2 separate regions of the Mus musculus genome follow, and region 2 is linked to region 1. The links are chromatin contacts, called in public promoter capture Hi-C maps. All regions are on one chromosome and are shown on one strand. Each heading gives the region's core, a stretch centred on a gene start, on an enhancer-like site or on the middle of the called end of the contact. The rest is flanking DNA. Distances are from core to core; before and after follow the strand shown.

Region 1 (5,070 bases), core at 1,873-4,372:
CATTCGCTCTGTACTTGACCTCATTCATCCTCAGAGAAACAGGAGCTGAAGCTCGGGGAGGCTGTGCTGCACTCTCACCAGGAAGCAGACTGAGAGACCCAAGGTCCTCCCTCAGTGCACTGCTGCGGTGGGGCAGCTGCAAGTCCTCTGCTGGAAGGAATGAAGAGGAACCAGTACAGCCCCCTTGAAACACCTGCAGTGTTCCAAAGCTGCACACAGAAACTCGTACACTGTATTTGCTTCCACTTTCTTGGGTTTGTTTTGTTTTGCTTTGAGACAGGGTTTCTCTTTGTAGCTTTGGCTGTCCTGGAACTCAATCTGTAAAGGAGGCAAGCCTCTGAGATCCACCTGCCCCTGCCTCTGCCTCCCCAGTGCTGGGATTAAAGGCATGTGGCCAACACCCCCCCCCCCCCCAGCATTCCTTCCACGTTTACAGTGTGAACTCATCCAAGGAAATCAATACCCAGTTTAAGAAAGGAGATCCTCCCAGCATCCCACACTGCCCTGTCTGCATTATCCTCCCGGCCCAAACTGCTGCCACCTTCATCAGATCAGAGGACTAGGGGGACGAGTCTTTATCTGTGTGGCCATGGGGTGGCCATCACGTCACTTGCAGACATCGGTCCCTTTGTTTTCTTATTTTTTGGTGTGCTAGGTAAACACACTAGTCCTGAGCTGTATTCCCAGCTTGCTCAAAAGAGCCTGTCTAAGGGACTGAAGTAGGCTAGTAATCCCAATCGCCTTTCATCAGCCATACTGACCTAAGTCTTTAAAAGTAATCTCTAATTATAAAATAACTAAGTGATACCATTGTTATGATTGTATTTGTTATTAAGCTGTATTAAGTGAGAAATCTTTCCGTGTTACAAATATGTTGTGAATGTGTGTGTGTCTGTGTGTGTGTGTGTCTGTGTAATTACAGGGGTGCAGATCAACACCAGCAATTAAGGTAATTAGAGTGAGGCCCATCAGTGTAAGTCAATGGATTTTGCTGCTTTGAAGACATGGTATCCATTAGACCTTAGAGTCCGTGATGTCCTTAGGTGCAAAACTTTTTTATTTTCATTTATTTATTTTTTGTTTGTTTGTGAAAATTTGGGGTCAAATTGTTTTATTTAAGAAACTTCAGAGGAAACTGTTCAGAGTAAGAAAATTCTGTTGTGGAATACAGTCATAAACGAGACGGCATTTTAGTTGTGAACACACCTTCACAGACACACACTTTTCTTGTTAAGAGTCTCAGCAACCTTATGAGCTGGCACTGTCAAAATCTGGCTCACAAAATAAAACCCGACCAACTAAGAACCCACAGGTGCTATCGTATTTCTTCACGGTGAAGGTTAAAGGCTTACCCCAGAGCTCAGGACCAAGGCTAGGATGTCTCCTGGCCACTTCTATTCAACATCATTGCAAGCGTTAGGTAGGGCCATTGTGCCAGGAAAGGAAGAAAAGGCATCTGTAACCATCAGTCTATGCAGACAGCACGGTGCATCCGTAACCATCAGTCTATGCAGACAGCACGGTGCATCCGTAACCATCAGTCTATGCAGACAGCATGGTGCATCCGTAACCATCAGTCTATGCAGACAGCACGGTGCTGCACCGTTTCTTTTTTGTTGCTGTTGTGCTGGGGATTGAACCTAGAGACTCAGTGCATTCTGGGTAAGTGCTCTACCATCGGACTACGTCTCCAGTCCCAGATGACACTCCTAAAGAATTTATCTGGAGGGGGGGGAGGGATGGAGGGGGAGGGGAAGATTTAAAGCTAGAAACAACGTTCAGCAAAGCTGTAGCATAGGCAAGCAATATCCAGCACCAGTTGCATTTCTCTCCCATGACAATGGCCAGTCTGAAAGAGGAAATAAGTAAACCGTTTTATGCTCTGGCATCAGAAAGAATAAACAAGAACAATTCAAGGACCCAACCCTGTGACCCTTCCAAGAAGGGCTAGATTTAAAAAATGCACATTCTTGAATTAGGCAATGGTTTTTAAAGACGTGATACAAAAGCGTCAGCAATCAGGAGAACTAGGATTTTAACAAAATTGAAACTTTAGTGTGTCAAAGGAGATGATTAAGAAAGTGAAGGCAACCCCCAGAACGGGAGAAAGACTTTGTAAATTGGGTATCTGGTGAGCATGTATCGGAAATTGAAGACGTATGTTCATGTGTAAACTTCTACAGAGAGCCACGCATGGTGCTGCACACTGTGATCCTGCCACTCCAAAAACGGAGCAAGAGAATCACAAGTTGGAGACCACAGTTAGCTATGTAAGCAAGGCCCTGTCTCAAAAACCAAACAAGCAAAAACACAAAACAACAAATAACACCCCCAAACTCCACATTCGGTTGCTGCCTGGCTGTTCATAGCAGCATTCTTCTTAAAGCCTCCAAGCGCAAACAATCTGAATAGTCACTGAGGTTGAAATGATAAGGTGTGGCTTGGGGGGCTTGAGAGATGGCTCAGCAGTTAAGAGCACTGACTGCTCTTCCAGAGGTCCCGAGTTCAATTCCCAGCAACCACGTGGTGGCTCACAACCATCTGTAATAGGATCTGATGTACTCTTTTGGTGTGTCTGAAGACAGCTACAGTATACTCATATAAATAAAATAAATCTTAAAAAAGAAAGATAGAGCTGGGCAGTGGTGATGCACACCTTAAATCCCAGCACTCGGGAGGCAGAGGCAGGTGGATTCCTGAGTTCGAGGCCAGCCTGGTCTACAAAGTGAGTTCCAGGACAGCCAGGGCTATACAGAGAAACCCTGTCTCGCAAAACCAAAAAAAAAAAAAAAAAAAAAAAAAAAAGAAAAAAAAGATAAAGTGTGGCCTGCCCATACAGTGGAACATAGCCAGGCTGTAGAAAATAATGACATTTTCGTGGCTATGCACTGCAACATGCCGGAGCCTGAGAAGCATTGCAGTGAGTGAAATAGGCCAGACGCACGGGACAAACACCATATGCTTGCGTTCTCACAGACAGCTTCTTTTACCCAGCATTACATTCATGTACATACATATGTACACATGCGAGCACACATACTCACCCCGTACACTCCCGTCAGAACACAGCCCAAGCACGTGAGTGAGGACGGTGCTGAGTACCTGTGAGAAAACTCCAAGACAGCGAGAGTCTTGTGAACCCGTTTCCTCAAAACAGGGAACTGATCTCAGAATGCCTTGCTATGCTCCCCTCCCAGGTGTAGCAGATAGCAGGGCGTTTTCTCCAGATTGCTCATTATTGCTTGCTGACGTTATTCAGTTAAATGTTTAAGCTCTCCTTTCTGTGCCTCTGTGGAAACACGGTTTTGCCACGTACAGCTTGTCCTTGTGATTGTCGACGGCTGGAGCTCATGAGAGCTCTACTCAGGTGATTGCTCTTGGTCCTCAGAGTATAAATTGCCCGATGCTCTGACTAAACTTCAGTTCGCCTCACGTATTGGCTCCGTTCTCCCAGGTCCCGCTGCCCGTAAATGGTAAATATATACACTGATGATTAATTTTTACTGAATACCTGAGTAGTATTTTGTCTTATGGCCACAACACTGTTGTTTATCCATTCATCATCAGGAGGACATTTGTGACCTTTCCAGTTTTGTCTACTATGAATACAGATGCTACGAACCTTTATGTTTAGTGTTTGTGTGGACGTAGGTTTTCGGTTTACTGACTGACCAGAGACCTGGGGCTATATTTGCTAGGCCATATAACCTTTATATGAAGCTGCTCTGTACTGTTGCCAGTATTTGATGTTATTGCTGTTTGATGTTCTCATTTTTTCCGCACGGATTTTCCCCCTGAAAGATCAAAGTGAAAGCTTCTTAAAATAGACATTTATAAAAGAATCTTGAGGACTCGACAGGTGTCAAGAGGTTCGCTCGTTATGTGCACAGCATTCGTCTGAGTCAGGGAATGTCAAGGATGCTCCAAGAGACTTGTGAAAATGACTATGGCACACCAAGCTTTTTGTTTCCCCCTCCCCCGCATCCCAGCCTCGTATCCCACATCTTCAGAATTTTTTCTTAATTAAATTACATTTAATTATGTGTGTGTGTGTGGGGGGGGCGTGGGTACGGAGGTTTCTGCATGAATCATGGCCTGCATGTGGGGAGCTTGTGGGAGTCAGTTCTTCTTCCACCGTGTGGGGCTTGGGGATGGAACTCCTCAGCTTGGAGGAAAAGCACATTTGCCCACTGAGGCTTCTCACCAGCCTGTCTTCAAGAGTTTAACAAGAAGCCCAGGTGTGGTAGTTACACATCTGTAATTCAAGCCCTGGGGAGGTAGAGGTGGGGGATTAGAAGTTCAGAGCCATCCTTGATTATATAATGTGAGTTGTAGGCCAGCCTGGGCTGCTTGAAACTATCTCAAAAAAAAAAAAAAAAAAAACCATAAAACAAACCAAAACCAACCAACCAACCACACACACACACACACACACAACCAACCAACCAACCAAAAACCAAAACCAAAACAACCCCCTTTTTCTTGTTTTTGTTTTTGTTTTTCGAGACAGGGTTTCTCTGTATAGCCCTGGCTGTCCTGGAACTCACTCTGTAGACCAGACTGGCCTCGAACTCAGAACTCAGAAATCCTCCTGCCTCTGCCTCCCAAGTGCTGGGATTACAGGCATGCGCTGCAAGTATCATCGGAGTTTATAGTGTAGGAGGTTCTGTGGTCTTGCAGGTGACCATTTATGGTAACATTTCTATGTTGCTCTGGACCAATCGTATCTACTGGAACCATCTGCAGTGGTAGAGATCAGGCACTTGTGATATTTGAAATGTGGATAGTGATACTCCAAAATGAAATTCTAAGTTTTCATTAATGCTACTAGTCCTAGGTCTGGGAGTTACTTTGTTGCAAAGTGAAGGTTTCTTTTCTCTTCCTCAGAGATGGTCATTTAAAACAGCCATGAACACTTGTGGCCATTCCTCTTCCTGCCTCAGCTTTCCCAATGCTGGGATTACAGATAGAAGTCATGGGCCATACGCCCCCTCCCCTCCCACACACCCTGCCCCACATGAAAGGGCAATTTTAAACCCTTAGTTCTTCAGAGTGATCCCCTAGGAGAAA
Region 2 (5,070 bases), core at 647-3,146, 250 kb before region 1:
TCAGAACTCTCGCTGTGGCCCTCTGGACTCGTGGCTTCATCCTCAGATAGGGTGACCATCTCTGCCATATCGTCCCCAGTGCTGCTCTCTAAGTCCCCTGACTCTCCATCAACGGCCTGCTCAAACCTGTTGGTTGTACGGGAATCCTTCGCATCCTCCAGCTTCATCTTGGAGCCCACAGCAGAGGCAATGCAGGGCTGTGCCACAGGCTCAGCAGGAATCTTGGCTCTGCCCTGGCCAGTCCAGAAAAGGGTGAACTCTTGGCGGCAGGTGGCCACAGCAAGGCTGGTGAGCAGAGTGCTGGACACTAAGTAGAGCAGGGCAGGCTGGCCCATCTGCATGAGGATCATGGCGACAAAGGTGACCAGCAGGCCCACGGCATAGGCCACTGTACAGGCCATATAGTAGACCTGGCGAGATTGGACTTGCATGTCGAAGCGGTGACAGTAGGCCACTAGGAAGCCAGGGACAACAATGTCCCCAAAGCCAAGGATGGAGAAGGGCTGGTTGCACAACGTCAAGGCGGAAAAGCTTAGCCGGGGCACCTTGAGCACCATTGGTAACCTCTCGTGGCTTGAAGAATCTGCTGGACCTGATGCCACTTCTACCATAATGCTCTCACCAGTCTTGGTGAACAGGGGAGTGATAAAGACAAAGAAGACATCGAAGGCTAGTAGGGCCAGCAGGAACAAAGTGCAGTTCTTGAACGTGGGCAGCCGTACCCGCCTCAGGACAAAAAGGCAGTAGGCGACACCCAAAGTGTCCTGCAGGAGCCATGCCCAATGGTCCTCATTTCGGTGGATGACCCAGAGGACAGTCACCATGGCACACAGGCCTGCCAGCAGTAGTAATGGCCATGTTACAGAAACCCGTTGTCCAGGCAAGACCCACTGGTATCGCCATAGGGGCAGGTGGCACAGTATGGGTGCCAGGCAGCTGTAGAGGCCGGTACTGGCACCCAGGCTAAAGATCCCAATCATGACGTAGACAAAGCAGTCATAGAAAAAATACAGCAGGATCATGATGGAGCAGGACATGGTGACCACAGCGCCCGTCATGGCTGGTGTGAAATCCATAGGTGCATCTTCAAAGTCGTCATCTTCCCAGGCCCTTTGGGACCTCTCAGCTGCCACTGTTTGTTGTTGATTGTGACCACCAAGCCCCCCTCCTCTTTGGGCCTGGCGCCTCTGCAGCTTGTTTGCCTCCATCAAACCAGCCCAGTAGCCACCTGCAGCAACAGTACCCACTGCCAAGATGAAGATAATCGCCATGTTATAGTCAGTAACAGGCTCGAGGGGTGCAAACATGGCTACTCGGACATCGGTGTCACCGTAAGTGTGGCTGACAATGTCCAACATGTCAGTGTAGCGGAGCACGGCCACTGGGATGGTGAGGGCAGGCCAGGGCTTGCTGGGGTCCTGGGGCTTTGAGATGGTGTCTGAACACTGTTGATTCCTGGCCCGGCTCACAATGAGCAACCCCTGGGCGCCTTGATCTTGAGCCAGCCAGCCCTTGGCATAGAAGCTACAGTTGCCACGCGTGACCATGGTAGTAGTCTGGTGCAGGGGTCGCTGTCTAGGGGAACTGTCCTGGGCCTGGTGGAAAGAGTCTTCATCTGGACACCAGGGTGTCTTGGTGCCATCATGCAGGGACAGAAGTGGGGCATGGTGCAGGTCCCGGGGGAGGTTGACGTAGTCAGAGCTGTACAGGACACAGTAGTCCTTGCTCCAGTTCTTTGACACGACTCGGACCAGGCCGTATTCTCCCCGGGCCTCGGGGCTGAGGAGGAGGAGGAGGAAGAGGAGGAGGAGTGAGCCCAAGGGGTGGAGGGAACCCAGGCATGCCATCCTCCTCAGACGCCTGCTTCCTCCCAAGGAAGCAGCTGCCCACAGCTCTATTACCCTCCCAGGGGAAGGGTGTGGCTCTTGGTCACAAAGCAGCTTGGCCACTTCTCCTGGAAACCAGAGCCACACCTACCTACCCTGTCATAAAGTGAGGTAGAGCACTCAGTGGGACACAGGCCCCTGGCCCCTCTCAGATCATCTCCCAATCCTGGCTCCAGTAGGGAGGGAGCTCATTTGAGCTCTCATCTCTGCCCAGGCCTCAGTACAGCTAGCCCGGGAAGGTTGAAGTGTGTGTGGAGGGGTGTGGAGGGACGAATTCAGGAGTGGCTGCCTCTGCTCCTGGGAGGGAGTGGACAGCAGGGAACTGAGCAGACACAGCCTTTATAGAGAGATTTTTAGGGGGTGAAGCTTTCTAGGGCAGAGATATCCAGGGTGAGGATGAGGAGTAGTAGGATGTCTGAGCTGGGAGAGGTCAGGGATTGGTGAGTTTTCCTGTTCAGATTTTTTTTTTACCTAAAATTAGCATAATCTGAGGAGGGGTCTTGTTGAGGAGCTGGAGATGACCCTTGTGACAGTTACAGAGTCTGGAAACACCATTATGACAGTTAGGGAGGTCTGGGGGTTGGGCCTGGCTGCCGGAGCTCCTCAGGTGAGGGCCTGGACACTTTTCTCCTTGGGGCTTTACAAAGTTTACTAAGTATAAAAAGTTTACAGCATTTACAAGGCTAGTTCCCTGCTGCGTGGGTGGCATGAGCAGCCAACCCAGGGTCTCACTCTGCAGCCCTGGCTGTCCTGGAGCTCACTCTGTAGACCAGGCTAGCCTTGGACTCTCAGAGGATCTGCCTGCCTCTGCTTCTTGAGTGTGGGTGGTGCTACTTCTAGGAGGGTAGTCATGGGTTCTATAAAAAGGCAGGCTGAGCACGCTATAGGGAGCAAGCCAGTAAACAGCACCCCTCCATGGCCTCCTCTTCAGCCCCATGGCTGAGTTTCTGCTTTGGTTTACCCTGATGGTGGACCTGTAACCTGTAAGTCCTTCCTTCCTAAGTTGTTTTCACTCATGGTGTTTTATCATAGGAACAGATATCAAACCAGGACAGTGTATCGCATATGTGTACAGATGTGTGTAGGAGCGAATGCCTGTGCATGTTCAGAGGAGACCAGAGGAGGGCCCTGGGTACATCTTCCTCATCATTCTATCTCCCTCTGGCTCATTCTCTTGAGGCAGGGGCTTGGAGCTAGGCTGGCAGCTAGCAAGCCCCAGTGATCCTGTCTTTCCCTCCCACAGGGCTGAGATGACACGTGTGTGTGGCCACACCCCATTTTTAAAGATCTGGGTGCTGGGAACCTATCCTTAGGTCCTTAAGGTTTCCCAGCAAGCACTTTCAGACACTGCATTCTCGCTCCAGGCCCTGGCCCTGCATCATTAGCTGCAGAGTAATGAGGACATCACACCTCTAGGCTCCTGAGTGCTAAGCCTGATGAAGAATGCATGCTAAGGGCCAGTGTGTCTATCTGGACTTACTGCATCGCTACAAGGCCCACCTAGCTGGAGGCTGCACACCGTCCTTGGAAATCAGTCCCGCTATCCAGAGCTCACCTTGGAGCTTCTTACTCAAGCTGTCCCTTCCTTACAACATAGGACATGGACAGGACCTGTAATGGGGACAATGCCTGAAGGGATGGGGGACAAAGTGAAGGGGGGCAGTCCCTGGGCAACTGCATGGAGCAGTTGTCTGGGGGTGCTCACTGTGACTAGAGAGATATGTGACCTTCCACAATAAGCCTTCTGCTTGTCATGGGCGTCTTTGTAACAGTGACTTATATTAGGAGTAGAATAGGCTCAAAGCAGTCCAAGTAGAAAAAGTTCTCACATAGTTAAACCATTGGGCTTTGATGTCTTATAAACCTTTTGAAGTGAATTCTAGGCTGGTCTTCCTGCTTACATTCTGGGGTTGAGCTGGGAGCTGAATTTAAAATCAAGAACCAACCCTAGGTACTGGCTGGGCGGATTTCCATCCAAGCCCTGGTGTCTCATCAGCTACCAAATTACCCTATCCGGTCTTCCTCAGGCCACCCATGAAGGCATAAGTTGAAGAATGTGGTCATCAGGACAACTGGTATGTGCAGAGGAGGTACCCTTGGGCCCCTGGGACCTGGAGAGGGGTGGGAGTGGCCAGAGGGCTCCTGTGTTCCCAGGCTGCTTCTGCTGGCCTGTAGCCAGTCTCTAGTGCCACACAGCTGTCACTCAAATCCTTTCACCTGCCATCCTGTGACACCTCTCTGCTGGAGATGAGGTCTGCCATCAGTCACCAGCATAGCCTCTTGGTACAGCGGCAGAGACTCTGTTTCAGGATGAGGCTCTTCTGGGAACTAGTTCAGGTCTCCAGGGCTTGTGGAGGAGGGGAGGGCACACCAGGGAATCTGAGCATGGGCTTATGCCCCAACTCTGTGTCCTGGGTCAACACTGGGCATAGCCCTTCAGCCCCAACTCCCACCCCCTCCTTTGTTCTAGGGATTGAACCTAGACCTTATGTGCGCTAAACAATCCTCCACCAGTGAGCCATATCTCTAACTCTACTGACTTACTCTCTGCCCCAAGTCTCCTAGCAGTATAATCTGTGCCACTTGCTGCTTGACTTTGCCATCTAGGCTTTGGCTCCAATGTAATCTCCATCACCATTCCTCTGGTGGGGACAGTCCCCTCTCAGCATGCCATCACTACAGTGCAGATTTTCCTCACGGCACCACACTTGGCACTGTGCCTATTCTACTTCTACTAAAGACATGTGAGGTCCGTGAAGGCAGGGACCATGTCTGCCCTAGTTTGTAATCTAAAATTCTTGAATAGAAAGCAATGTTCAAAAAATGTGTGTGATGGGTGAGTGAGTGACTGGCTTCATAGTCACAGGATTGATGTGCAGGGCAGTTACAGAGCTTTTTCAAGGTCCTGCTTGACATTAGGAGCCAGATTCATGGTCAGGCTGCTAAGCATCACAGCCTCTGGTTGATCCATTATCACCACACATGGCATCCTTTATCACTGCACATAACATCTGTTATCACTGCACATAGCCTCTGTCACCACTGCACATAGCATCTGCTACTATTGCACATCACGTCCACTCAAGGACTGTGGAGGTGGTGATGCTGGGGTCTGGATGGAAGGTAGACTCACTGACAAAGCCAACTGAGATGTGAAATTCTTTAAAAAAAATTCTGTACCTTA

Evidence for each region. Promoter capture Hi-C pulls out the DNA fragments that hold promoters and counts their contacts.
Region 2: a contact with region 1 is called in a promoter capture Hi-C map of the C10 cell line. The contact joins the promoter of Sppl2c here to the enhancer-like site in region 1. A contact is called at or near these places in 23 of 39 promoter capture datasets (the 3T3-L1 cell line, 3T3-L1-derived adipocytes, the C10 cell line and 15 more), 3 of 15 datasets of contacts at CTCF or cohesin (the NIH/3T3 cell line, embryonic stem cells and large pre-B cells), 12 of 484 Hi-C or Micro-C datasets (the CH12 cell line, the G1E-ER4 cell line, bone marrow-derived macrophages and 8 more), 3 of 115 datasets of contacts at active chromatin or transcription factors (bone marrow-derived dendritic cells and embryonic stem cells) and 3 of 9 other capture datasets (adipose tissue, liver and macrophages).

What each region holds. Positions count from the first base shown.
Region 1 is chr11:103,936,568-103,941,637 of GRCm38.p6, reverse strand. All of the region lies in intron 1 of Nsf (N-ethylmaleimide sensitive fusion protein), which reads left to right. Among named protein-coding and RNA genes, the nearest start is that of Nsf, 15 kb to the left of the region's middle. Within about 2 kb of position 3,122, at least 6 of the 459 cell types and tissues checked have an H3K27ac peak or open chromatin away from gene starts, as enhancers often do.
Region 2 is chr11:104,183,153-104,188,222 of GRCm38.p6, reverse strand. Sppl2c (signal peptide peptidase 2C) reads right to left here and starts at 1,896. Exons shown (of 1, transcript NM_199019.2): 1 at 1-1,896. The coding sequence starts at 1,847.